Linked DNA regions of Mus musculus: regions 2 and 3 are each linked to region 1. The links are chromatin contacts, called in public HiChIP or PLAC-seq maps. All regions are on one chromosome and are shown on one strand. The core of a region is the stretch at or near the end of the contact, and the rest is flanking DNA. Distances in the headings are between cores, read along the strand shown. Region 1 overlaps Zmynd8 (zinc finger, MYND-type containing 8). Region 2 overlaps Ncoa3 (nuclear receptor coactivator 3). Region 3 holds the start of Platr29 (a long non-coding RNA gene).

Evidence for each region. HiChIP or PLAC-seq counts read pairs in DNA pulled down with a chosen protein or histone mark.
Region 2: an H3K27ac HiChIP or PLAC-seq map of embryonic stem cells shows a contact between it and region 1, with 5 times the contacts expected there. The contact joins two enhancer-like sites. A contact is called at or near these places in 4 of 484 Hi-C or Micro-C datasets (CD8 T cells, nephron progenitors and ventral hippocampal neurons), 16 of 115 datasets of contacts at active chromatin or transcription factors (the HPC-7 cell line, differentiating embryonic stem cells, effector CD8 T cells and 10 more) and 1 of 9 other capture datasets (embryonic stem cells).
Region 3: a contact with region 1 is called in an H3K27ac HiChIP or PLAC-seq map of thymic regulatory T cells, with 3 times the contacts expected there. The contact joins the promoter of Platr29 here to the enhancer-like site in region 1. A contact is called at or near these places in 4 of 39 promoter capture datasets (the 3T3-L1 cell line, the C10 cell line, hippocampal neurons and 1 more), 1 of 15 datasets of contacts at CTCF or cohesin (embryonic stem cells), 8 of 484 Hi-C or Micro-C datasets (beige adipocytes, embryonic stem cells, nephron progenitors and 2 more), 22 of 115 datasets of contacts at active chromatin or transcription factors (the HPC-7 cell line, astrocytes, bone marrow-derived macrophages and 13 more) and 2 of 9 other capture datasets (adipose tissue and liver).

What each region holds. Positions count from the first base shown.
Region 1 is chr2:165,790,290-165,793,985 of GRCm38.p6, forward strand. Zmynd8 (zinc finger, MYND-type containing 8) reads right to left here. Exons shown (of 23, transcript NM_001363020.1): 20 at 2,515-2,678; 21 at 1,616-1,682. Among named protein-coding and RNA genes, the nearest start is that of Gm29993, 61 kb to the left of the region's middle. Within about 2 kb of position 1,617, at least 87 of the 459 cell types and tissues checked have an H3K27ac peak or open chromatin away from gene starts, as enhancers often do. A contact at or near this core is called in CD8 T cells, the HPC-7 cell line, bone marrow-derived macrophages and 9 more, where this site is marked.
Region 2 is chr2:166,020,569-166,024,264 of GRCm38.p6, forward strand. All of the region lies in intron 1 of Ncoa3 (nuclear receptor coactivator 3), which reads left to right. Among named protein-coding and RNA genes, the nearest start is that of Ncoa3, 30 kb to the left of the region's middle. RefSeq lists an enhancer at 1-2,894. Within about 2 kb of position 1,898, at least 145 of the 459 cell types and tissues checked have an H3K27ac peak or open chromatin away from gene starts, as enhancers often do. A contact at or near this core is called in CD8 T cells, the HPC-7 cell line, embryonic stem cells and 3 more, where this site is marked.
Region 3 is chr2:165,979,869-165,983,564 of GRCm38.p6, forward strand. Platr29 (a long non-coding RNA gene) reads right to left here and starts at 1,788. Exons shown (of 3, transcript XR_001783549.1): 1 at 1,104-1,788.

The DNA of each region.
Region 1 (3,696 bases), core at 367-2,866:
GAGCTCCGCACTGCGCCTGGCACACAAGGAAGGGACACCTGCACAGACACCCTGGCTCCGATGCCATCAGCTAAGCCACTGATTCCTTGGAACTCACGGCTTTCTCCCCCACACCCAGCCACTTCCTCCTGGACCTAAGGTCTCCTTCTACTCTTGCCTGTGACCCAAGATTCTCTAGGTCAGAGGGCAGCAAATGGAACCCATAGGCCCAAGCCGCACCGCCTCTTCTGCAGGCCAGGGTTTGCTGGGACATGGCCAGCTATGCGTCTGGCGGTTTGCTCTGTGACCCGAAATGGCCACCAGGTCAACCTGGACCTGCTAGGGGACACCTCAAGGTCATTCCTCAATATCACTCCTCAGCTTCACCTTCTCTGCAGCTCCCCAGAGTCCCAAACGGTATTTCCTAAGTTGGATACTGCCAGCTCCACTCTCTGAATTAAGACATCCCTAAGGTCAGAGCTCTTCTCCTAACTCAGTTCGGGGGCTTCTTTGCTTTTTGAGACTGAGTTTCACTCTGTAGACTAGGCTGCCCTAGAACTTGCCAGCCTCTGACTCCTGAGTGCTGGGGTTAAAAGCATGCACCACCATGCCTGTTTGTATTTTAAACTTATTTTTATCATCATCATCACTAAAAACTGGGAAATCCATTAAGGCATCTCTACAAACATGATTTCAAAAAAAAAAAAGTATTGTTCCATGCTAAGTGTATGAAACTGGTAGAATCCAGTCCACTCTGTCTTTGCGAAGAGCAGAATTCAAGCCAGGAGAGGTGGCACAGGCCCGTTACTCCAGTACTCAGGAGTCAGAGGAAGGAGGAGGAGGAGATCAAAGACCACAATTCAATCAAGAAAAGCCAAGATGCTAACAATGTCATGGAAAGACAGAGCACCCGGAGCCTAGCAACACACTGGAACTGCCAAGGACGTGGGGGAGGGGCTGAACGGCTGAGCACAGAGGGGGAGGGGCTGCTCTCTTCACCTGCAGTCTCCAATCATTACAATCTGAGTCTGTGAGGTTATCTCCTCCCTACCACTAGCCCCCTCCACTCCTGCGGACCATTCCTGTCTTCCTTCAGACAGTGGCAGTCCTCTGTGCACCCACTGTACACAAGAAAAGCCGTAGCTTTCAGTTTTCAGCCACAGTAAATCAAGGAGCAAAAAAGATCCTGGAGCTAAGAGAGAACGTCAAATTGGCCAAGGAAGCCATGGCTCTGAATTCTGGGAAAAAGTTCAGAAGAATGTAGGAAAAGACACCCAAGGCTCCCAGGACGGGAGAGGGAGGCTCAAATTCCACAGCACCTAGTACTGGACCCCAGAGAAGGCTCAACATAGAAGTTCTATTCATCACTAAAGGCTTTGAGGGTCTTCATCAATCAAATATGCCCTGAGGACCTCGGAGACCTGAGCGGATCACCCTGTGTCCCCGTGAAGGGTGCACTCATTAAACATGACACACGTGGGTGACCAATACAAGGAGGCACCTGTGTAACACCTCGCCTAGCCACACCTCCACCCAAATCCATCCAAGGTACGCCAAAAAATCCCAAACCTTTGACTTCCCCCAACATGACCAAGTGAAATACAAAACCCCATGTGGCCACCAGGGGGCGACATACCAGAGCTTTGATTGGAGCCTAAGAGCATAGAGGAGGGCGTCTCTCTGGAGCCGGAAAGATCCAGGGTCTAGAAATATAAACAAAAAGATGAAACCATAGAACCCCAGGGAATCACAGGATGGCTCACCACTCCTCCCACCCTTAGAGGTCTCTACCTGGTGATCAGACCAGAGCCAGGGCAGGTGGACGGCCACACACTGTATACCAGATCCGAAAGGCCAGAACAAAGCATTGGAATGGTCCCCCACTCATCCCTGTCGCCTTGGCTTCCCCTACATCCACTACATCCCCAGACCTACCCAGTACCCTGCTTTGCAAAGAAGGTATATACTGCTCAAAAATCTCTTTTTACTTCATGTTAAGTCTCTTCCGAGGCAATAGTATTTTACCGACCATCTAATGATTTGGGCTCTTGAGATACACAGCTACAAGTGCAGGCAAAGAGCAGTAACCATGACCCTTAAAATGGCCCAGGCATTCAACTGTTATCACATACCCCACAGGAAGCAAGCAGCTGCTCGAGCCCTATGGTCCATCGAAACAGCACTGGCCACACGTGGCCACTTCAATCCCAAGTTACTTTAAAATAAGCAGGTCCTTGGTCACATCAGCCACACTTCTAGTCAGTGACGTGTGGCTGGTGGCTTCCAGGGCCCCAGAAGAGACATTGTTTTACCTCCGCAGGGGGGCGCCCTTCTGAACTTTGAGGAACCCCACAGAACAACTGAAGGTCCCACATACACACCAGCCCGGCTCTCCGTGTTCTCGCATGGGGGGCACACTGGCCATAAAGAACCATTCCCCACCCAGATAAACCGGAACAGTGAAGGGCATCCAGTGGTGGCAGATACAGGAAAGGGTCCTTGGTACAAGGCGACTGTCAGCTTGGGGATTCTCACCGAGTTACTACTGTCCTTGCTCTTCTCCGCTGGCGCCTCTTTCTCTTTGGGGGCGCTGGCCGGTTCTGAAGGTGCTGACTGTGTGTTGGAGGAGTTGCCCTGCGATGACTTATTTCCTGTTTCTGTGCTTGCCTCGGCATCTGCTTCCTGCTGAGGGGCAGTCGCTGGGGACCAAAGAGAACGAGAAAGTCATGAGATGCTTCAAGCCGTGTGTGAACATCCAGGAGCCCAGCTTTCAAATGGCTACCCCTCGAGGCCCCCACAGCTCAGTCCCAATTCAACCTCGCCAGGCTCCATCTCTCCCAAACCCACTTAGAGATCTCGCATGGGCCTTCGACTCTGAAACCCAGAGCTCCAAACTTTATTTGCAAATAGACCTTTTCATACTTAGCAATTCAATTTTTACATCATTTTGCTGAGAACATGTTCTCCAATCAAAGGAAACTTGTGGGGAGCCAGGATGTGACCACCGTTCAAGGAAGCCTGCAACCTCCTCCACTAGGCCTAGATCCACCTCAGCCCAGCTGAGGCAGAGTGAGAGACTAGCATCCTTTGAGAGGGGCACAGAGCTTCTGGGTGAAGAAGAGTTAGAGACAGAGACGTCACCATACCACAAAGAAAGTCCAGCTTGTAATGTCAGAGACTAACCACAGCAGGTGTTTCCTGCTAGCATCTAAAAGGAGACAACCCCTGGATGTTCCTTGCTGTCTGGGGTTATCTGGGTGGGGAGTGGTTCCTTATGGTCTTGATAACCAACCAGTTAGTCTCCGGCAAACACACACCACCTGGGTGGTGTGGGGAATGTCTTTATGGTCAGTGTGCCCCACATTCGAGAATGTGGAGAGCCCGGGTGGTGTGTGTTTGCCGGAGACTAACTGGTTGGTTATCAAGACTGACTGGACAATCGTTGTTTGGTGATGTTCATTTGGGAGAGGCCTCCGTGTAGGTACTTCTGCAATATGGTTAGTCTCTGACATTACACATTCTCGAATGTGGGGCACACTGACCATAAAGAACCACTCCCCACCCAGATAACCCCAGACAGCAAGGAACATCCAGGGGTGGTCTCTTCCTTAACCTAAGGACTGGGATAGCATCCTGTTTGAGGCAGTGGACCATTATCATCTCAAAGAGGTTCTAGGGGCTGAGAGATGGCTCAGAGGTTAAGAGCGCTACACTGGC
Region 2 (3,696 bases), core at 648-3,147, 230 kb after region 1:
GGAACTCACTCTGTAGACCAGGCTGGCCTGGAACTCAGAAATCCATTTGCCTACTGCCCTGCTCACATTGCTATCTTTTTTTTTCTTAGTGTAAAAATTCTTTTTGCTAGGTGTGGTAGCACATACTTTTAGTCCTAGCACTTTGAGGCAGAGGCTATGCAGATGACTGTGAACTTGAGGCCACTATGGTCTACATAGGCAGTTCCAGGCAGCCAGGGCTACATAGAAAGGTCCTGTCTCAAAAAATGACAACAAAACCCTGCATAGTTTCTCATTATGAGGCTCCAGTTGGCCTGCAGCCCTCCATGTATACCAGCTTGCACGTTGTGTGCACCTTCTTTCATGTCTGCCCTAGCAGTTTTGGGGGGGAAATTCCTTTCCCCACACAGTCATCTCATCAGTCAGTACTCATGGCTTTGCAAACTAATGGTAAATGGGGTGGGGTAGGAAAGAATGAACAAATAGATTATATACAGTAAAAATGGAAAAGTCGATAAGATCTTTGTATTTAGGCTGAAAAACATTAGCTGTTCTGGACACAGCTTTTCAGGAATGCTTTGGTAGCTCTGTGAGAAAATTGTGAAATTGTTCAGTATCTGGTGCTGAGGTTCTGCTGACTGTTGTGATAATAAAATGACTCCTCCCGGCTTTCAGGAAGCACTGCTGGAGGGAGCTGGGAACACAGCGTCATCAGAACACTAAGTGTAGCAAGCCGTGGTGTATGTAGACAGTCATGAGTGCACTCTGTGTCTGGGCTGAAATCTGCTTCCTTTGTGCTTCCTTCTTTAAGTGCATGCTGGAAGATAATGTCTTCCCACTCCAGTGTCCTGCCCCTGTGTGGCCCTTCTTTCTCTCCTTTAATGCAGCATATATCCCAGGGCTAGCATCCTACTGCCTGTTGTCCTGCCTCAGACTTCTCAGCCCTGAGATTACCACTGTGTTACCATTCCTGAACGAAAAACAGTAAAATGGTACTAATTGTATTGAAACATATTTTTCCAAAACAAAATGAATTCTTCCCATTTAGCAAATAAAAGATAGTTTTTGTTTTGTTTGTTTTGTTTTGTTGCCAGACCAGATAAATGGCTGTGAAGCTAATTTGTATTTTCTCTGAAAGAATAATCAGGAAGGTTGATGTAGAGACTTTTTAAAAGAAACTGTGACCCCTTGCTAGGCTGTGGGTGAGGGCGGAGGTTTTCTGCTTTAAAGATCCTTATGCTCTGGGTTGGGCCTTTTGCTGAGGATGAGGCACTTTTGTGGAAGCGTTGCCATGGTGACTGCCTTCCAAGAGCTGCCTCAAGGTCACTCATCACTCTCAGCACTGAGTACTCAGATTTTGTAGATCAAACAGCGTTAATTATTATGTCAACTTACTGGACCATTTCTAGAAAACCTAACCAGTACTTTGAATGTTGAAATTTAACCTGCCAGATTAGGAGGTTAGTGGCAAATCTATAAAGCTATAGATTATAATGCCCGATTTAAAAACAACAACTTAACTTGATTGCATTTAGAACGTCTGCCATACCTCCCTTGGTATTTATTCATTTACAAGTGTAATACAGAGTGCCTTAGTATTTATTCCTCTGGTAAATTGAGCTCTAAGTTGTAGTTTGTTTCATCTGATAATTAGATGATTGTCCCATGTTTTTCCAAAAGCAATTTCAGAGGCTTCTGTATCAGGGCATGTGCTCTTTTTGTCTCATGCTCCTGTTAATTTTTCTTCTCCTCGGTTTCTAAATTGTAATCTTTTCATTATGAACGTCATATGGTTTATAAAGCTGTTTCTTGGGGAAGGAAAACGTGGAGAGAAATGTCCCCTTACGTTGGTCTTTGCTGTGGGTTTTGTTCTGGGCAAGGAGGAATCAGCCTTGTGCTTCCGTTAGTGCTTGAAGGTGACTTTGAGATCAGAGCTGAGTGCTTCCTGTACAAAGGGAACAAATAGTAAATGCCGCTCACACACCTGACTGACTTCGGTTTTTTTTTAAGCTAATTACACTCTAACTGGTAGCTGTGCTTTCGGCATTAGACAGATTCCTTCTCACAGGGAGCTGACTCCTGTACAGTATCTAGTCAGATATTTTACACTGAGCTCTCTCTCGTGAGATCTGTAAATATTCCATGTAATACTCACCAGCTAGTAATTGTCTCCTTTCTCCTATTTCTGAAGCAGTGTGCTCTTAGACGATTATTTTGCTAATGGAAAAGCAGAGATGATTTAAATCCATGTCAGCTGTTAGGGCAGTGAGAGGGCTCAGTGGGTCAAGGAGCTTGCTGCCAAGCATGACTACCTGAGTTTGATCCCCATGACCTACATGACTCTTATGGGTTTGTCCTGGCCTCCATATGCATGCCTTCTAAATACATGAATAAATGAATGAATGAGTGAATGAATGAATGAAATTAAACCAAACCAAAACAATTGTGGTATGGCGTGATATGATCTACAAGAGAGGCTATTGGACATACCCTGATCCTTCTTGGTTTGGGAACCTGCTCAAGTAACTGCACTTCATTTCCCTATGAAGAATGCTGGTCCCCATGCCCACTGTGACTTTGCAGAGTCACTGGTTTGTATAGTAAAATTGGATTATCTTTGCTAAAGTCAATTTTAGTGGTGCACACTCAGAAAGTGGAGGCAGGCAATCTTTGTGTAATAGTAAGCTTACTTTGAGGCAAGTCTAGTATAGATGAAACCCTGCCATAAAACAATAAAAAAATTTAAAAAATACAGTTATACATTCCACAGCGCATTTGTGTATGTGTGTCTATCAATCAGGGTGGCCTTGAACTCATTATGTAGCTCAGGCCAGCCCCAAACTCAGGACAGTCATGGCTTAACTTCACAGAGAACAGTTATTACAGCCATGTTCCCATGCCTGGCTTTCTTACCTATATCCATGCATTGCATTTTAAAAAACTGCATTAGATCATTGTGTGATTATTCTCAGCATCTTTCCCAAAGGTTTCTATTTGTGTTTTGCATGTCTATATGTGCATCATGTGCATTGAGTGCCCTCAGAATCCAGTAGAGGATGTTAGGTCTCTGGCACTAGAGTTACAGATGGTTGAGGCACCTGTGCTGCTAGGAATCTTAGTCCTCCAAAGAGTGCCAGTGCTCTAAACTGCTGAGCCATCCCTCCAGCCCTTAACTAACTCACTCCTTCCTCCTAACTAACCAGTGAACTAACTTCCTTTCTTCCTAACTTTTAAGAAAAAATATAAAATTAATTTTTTTTTCGAGACAGGGTTTCTCTGTATAGCCCTGGCAGTCCTGGAACTCACTTTGTGGACCAGGCTGGCCTTGAACTCAGAAATCCACCTGCCTCTGCCTCCTGAGTGCTGGGATCAAAGGCGTGCACCACCACCGCCCGGCAAAATTAAATTTTTTATTCATCCTTTATTATGTATATGTCCATAGGGTATATGTGGAGGTCAGAGGATAACTTTTACAGTTGGTTCTGTTTCCATAATGGAGGGACCTAGATTTAACTCAGTTGCCAGGGTTGGTGACAAGTGCCTTTACTTACTGAGCCATCCCACATACCTGTAACTCAATTTTTGTTGGGGGGCAGTGTTGGGAAGGTAACTCAAGCTCTGGATTCTGTCCTCTGTGCGTACTGTGTGAACCCTGTAGCTGAGCCAGTGGGAAGGGTTCAGAGACAGCCACCAGGAAGGAAGTGATGAATACAAGGG
Region 3 (3,696 bases), core at 538-3,037, 190 kb after region 1:
TTTTTTTTTTAAAAAGACAAGGTCTCGGGGCTGGCGAGATGGCTCTGTGGTTAAGAGTGCCGACTGCTCTTCCGAAGGTCCCGAGTTCAAATCCCAGCAACCACATGGTGGCTCACAACCATCCCTAATGAAATCTGATGCCCTCTTCTGGAGTGTCTGAAGACAGCTACAGTGTACTAACATATAATAAATAAATAAATCTTTAAAAAAAAAAAAAAAAAGACAAGGTCTCCTATAGCCCAGATTAGCCTCAACTCACAGCAATCCTCCTCTCTCAGCATCTCAAATTCAGGGACTACAGGCATAAGCCACTATAGCACATTAGTTCTTTCCTTTCCTTTCCCTTCCTTTGTTTTGTGTAAATATGTTTGAAGGCAGCCTGGGTAACAGGAGCCTGCACCACCAACCCCCCCCCCCCAGGGGAAAAAAAGCCCAAGGAAACCCATCCTTTCCTAAGAGGAGCCACCATTTCCTGTGTGGTATGGCTCCTGCAGGACCTGTCTCCTGCGTGTAGAGGTCAGAGGTCGGTGGGTACTCTCCCTCCACTATGTAGGCTCTGGGATGGGACTCAGGCCCTCTCTCTTGGAAGGAAGCCTCACAAGTGTCTCACCGTCTTCTTCGTTCTCTTTGTTGCTTAAAGCTTTATTTTATTGTTTGTTTATGTACACTTGTGTGCACATGTGAGTGTGTGTGCCTGCTCTCTCACAGGCCAGAACCCCTGGAGGTGGAGTTATATATAGATTAGTGTGGGGTGCTGGGAACCTAACCTGTTACATTGCAAGAACAACCAGGGCGATGAGCCACCTCTCCAGCTCCCCTTCATTCTTTTTTTTTTTTTTTTTTAATATTTATTTATTTTATTTTAGTACACTGTAGTTGTCTTCAGACACCCCAGAAGAGGGCATCAGATTTCATTACAGATGGTTGTGAGCCACCATGTGGTCGCTGGGATTTGAACTCAGAACCTCTAGAAGAGCAGTCAGTGCTCTTACTGCTGAGCCATCTCTCCAGCCCCCTTCATCCTTTTTTAATAACTGAAAAATACATTGTGTGAACCAGTCATGGGTGAGCACTGCGGACATCTGGTAGACCTGTGTATATACCTGGAGGTCCAAGTCCCTGGGTTATGTGGCTCTTCCTTCTGTCGTTGTTGTTGAACCTTTTGGGAGCTGCTAGGTGGTTTTCTGAACAGCCTATACTTTCCACAGCATCTTACAATGTCCTGTGTCGTCTGTTGATTCTAGGCATTTGTGCTAACAAGAGATGGTGGCTCAGTGACCTAGATAGGAAAGAAGGAAAGGAAGCATTATCTTAGGATTTCTTTATAATGTGTTTCCTTCCTTCCTTCCTTCCTCCCTTCCTTCCTTTCTTTCTTTTTAAAAATGTGTTTCAAGATAGGATTTTTCTATGGAGCCCTGGGATCGAAGCAGTGAGCACCACTGTCTCAGTTTTTGTGGGGGAGAGGGATGGGAGAGGTAGGGTTTCATGTTGCCCAGATCTCTTCCAGCTAGCTTTGTCCAAGGTGACCTTGAACTCCTAATCCTCCTTCCTCCACCTCCGGAATGCTGAAATGCTCTGTGTGAGCCACCACGACCTGTTTTTGTGGGGCTGAAGGATGGCTGGAATTCAGGGCTGCATGCAAACTAGACTCTAGCAACTGAGGGATGTCCTCAGACTTTTTTTTTCCTCTTTCATTTTCTTTTTGAGACAGTGTTGTCTCTCACTCTGTAGGTCTCACTGGCCCACCTCTGCCTCCCGAGAGCAGGGGAAAGGGTGTTCACAACTGCCATTTTTTTTTTTTTTATCTTACATATGCTAGGCTGCCCAGCATATGTAAGTACTCACTAGAATACCTCATTAGCCTTGAATTCTAGGCTGCCTTCCTGCCTCTGCCTGGTGAGAGCTGGGATTGCTAATTAATGTCACCACACCCTGCTTTGTCTGGGGTTCTGAGACGAGGCATACTGAACTGAACCTTTTGAAGGTTTAGTCCAGGTTCCTTTAGAAAGCCACTCCAGCAGGGTGGAGGTGGCACACACCTTTATCCCAGCACTCAGGAGGCAGACGCAGGTGGATTTCTGAGTTAGAGGCCAGCCTGGTCTACAAAGTGAGTTCCAGGACAGCCAGGGCTATATAGAGAAACCCTGTCTCGAAAAACCAACAACAACAACAACAACAAACAAACAAACAAACAAAAATAACAAAACAAACAAACAAAAAAAAAGAAAGCCACTCTCCGGGCTCTTGTTCACATGTTCACTTTGGAAAGTCTACTTCGACTTCTGATAAGATTTTGGGAGACCGATCTGTCTTGGTTGTCTCTCTGTACCAGCTGCTCAAACTGTGGGTTGAGATCCTTTCTTTGGGAGCTGAATGACCCTTTAGTAGGAAACACAGATATTTACACAAAAGTAGCAAAACTGCAGTTATAAAGTAGCAGTGACAATAATTTAATGGTTGGGGGTCACTATAGCATGCAGAACTGTCTTAAAAGGTCACAGCATTAGGAAGGCTGAGAGCACTGCTCTAAATTCTTGAATTGAAGGACTTCCTCCCAACTGGCAGTGGAACCCAGGGCCTTGGGCAAGCTAGGCAGGGAATGTCCACCAGTGACCTGCACAGAACACCTCAGCTCTTCATAGATGGCTTTTAGGCAAACACCCTAGCAACTGAAAGCTAGCTCTCACCCTACCTTTTCTCAGCCTGCTCAAGCAGGGTTGTAACTTCCTACAGTGTGAGCCCTAGGCCTTCCATCCTGCCTTGAGATTTACATAACCACCCAAGCCCCGCCCCCCAAAGGCCGGGCTCCTCCCTTTCTGGAGCCTGGTTGTTAACTTCACACAAACAGGCTTGGTTCTCCGTTCCATTTTTTGTTTTTTTGTTTTTGGCTTCTGGGGATTTCCCGTACTTTCTCGTGAACTCAGTTATTCATTTGAAAGATCAGTTGTCCTTTACTTAGAATTTCCACTTGTCTGCGTGGGGGCGGAGTGTTCAGTACTGCCTACTCTGGAGTGTTGCTGGAAATGGCCACCTTGGCTTTCAGGACACCGCTTCTTTTGGGGCTCTTCGTTCCACCTGGCATCTCTGGGTGTTCCTTCACATGTAACCCCAGCCTCTCCTGTCTCCTCAGGCCTGCAACTCCTCAGCTTCGAGTCCTTTAATGAACCAGCTGACTCATCTCAAATTGGAAATCAGACAGGTCAACCTGGTTCCTGTTTGGTCAGATATTTTTGGGCCCAGCTCTCTTATAAATCACTGGCCAGCCGGTGCCTTGGCTGTCCCTGGGGTGACACCCATGCCTGACCCAATCATCTGTAGTCTGAGCAGAAGTAGGCAGTCACATGATTCCGGAGACAGTGACTTCTGCCCTTCCTGTGGAAGGCAGTGTGGGTGGGGCAGGCTCTCCGAGCCTGATGGGTGCAGACATGGACACACGAAAAGGTTCCACAGTACTCGATTGACAACAGCCGGAGGGGTTTAGTGTTTTGGGTTTTTTTTTTTTTTTTCCAGCTGAATTCTTAACTTGGCTTCTAAGTTCACCCCTGGCATTGACATTGTCTGCCTGCCTCAACACATCCCCTTCTCCCGTGTTTCTGCTCTGTAATTAGCCAATAATGGGAACAAGATTTATCCTCCGAAATAGTTTCACTGCCCCCACTTTGAAAACTCACCTTCTCAACACCAGTTTTGTTCCTC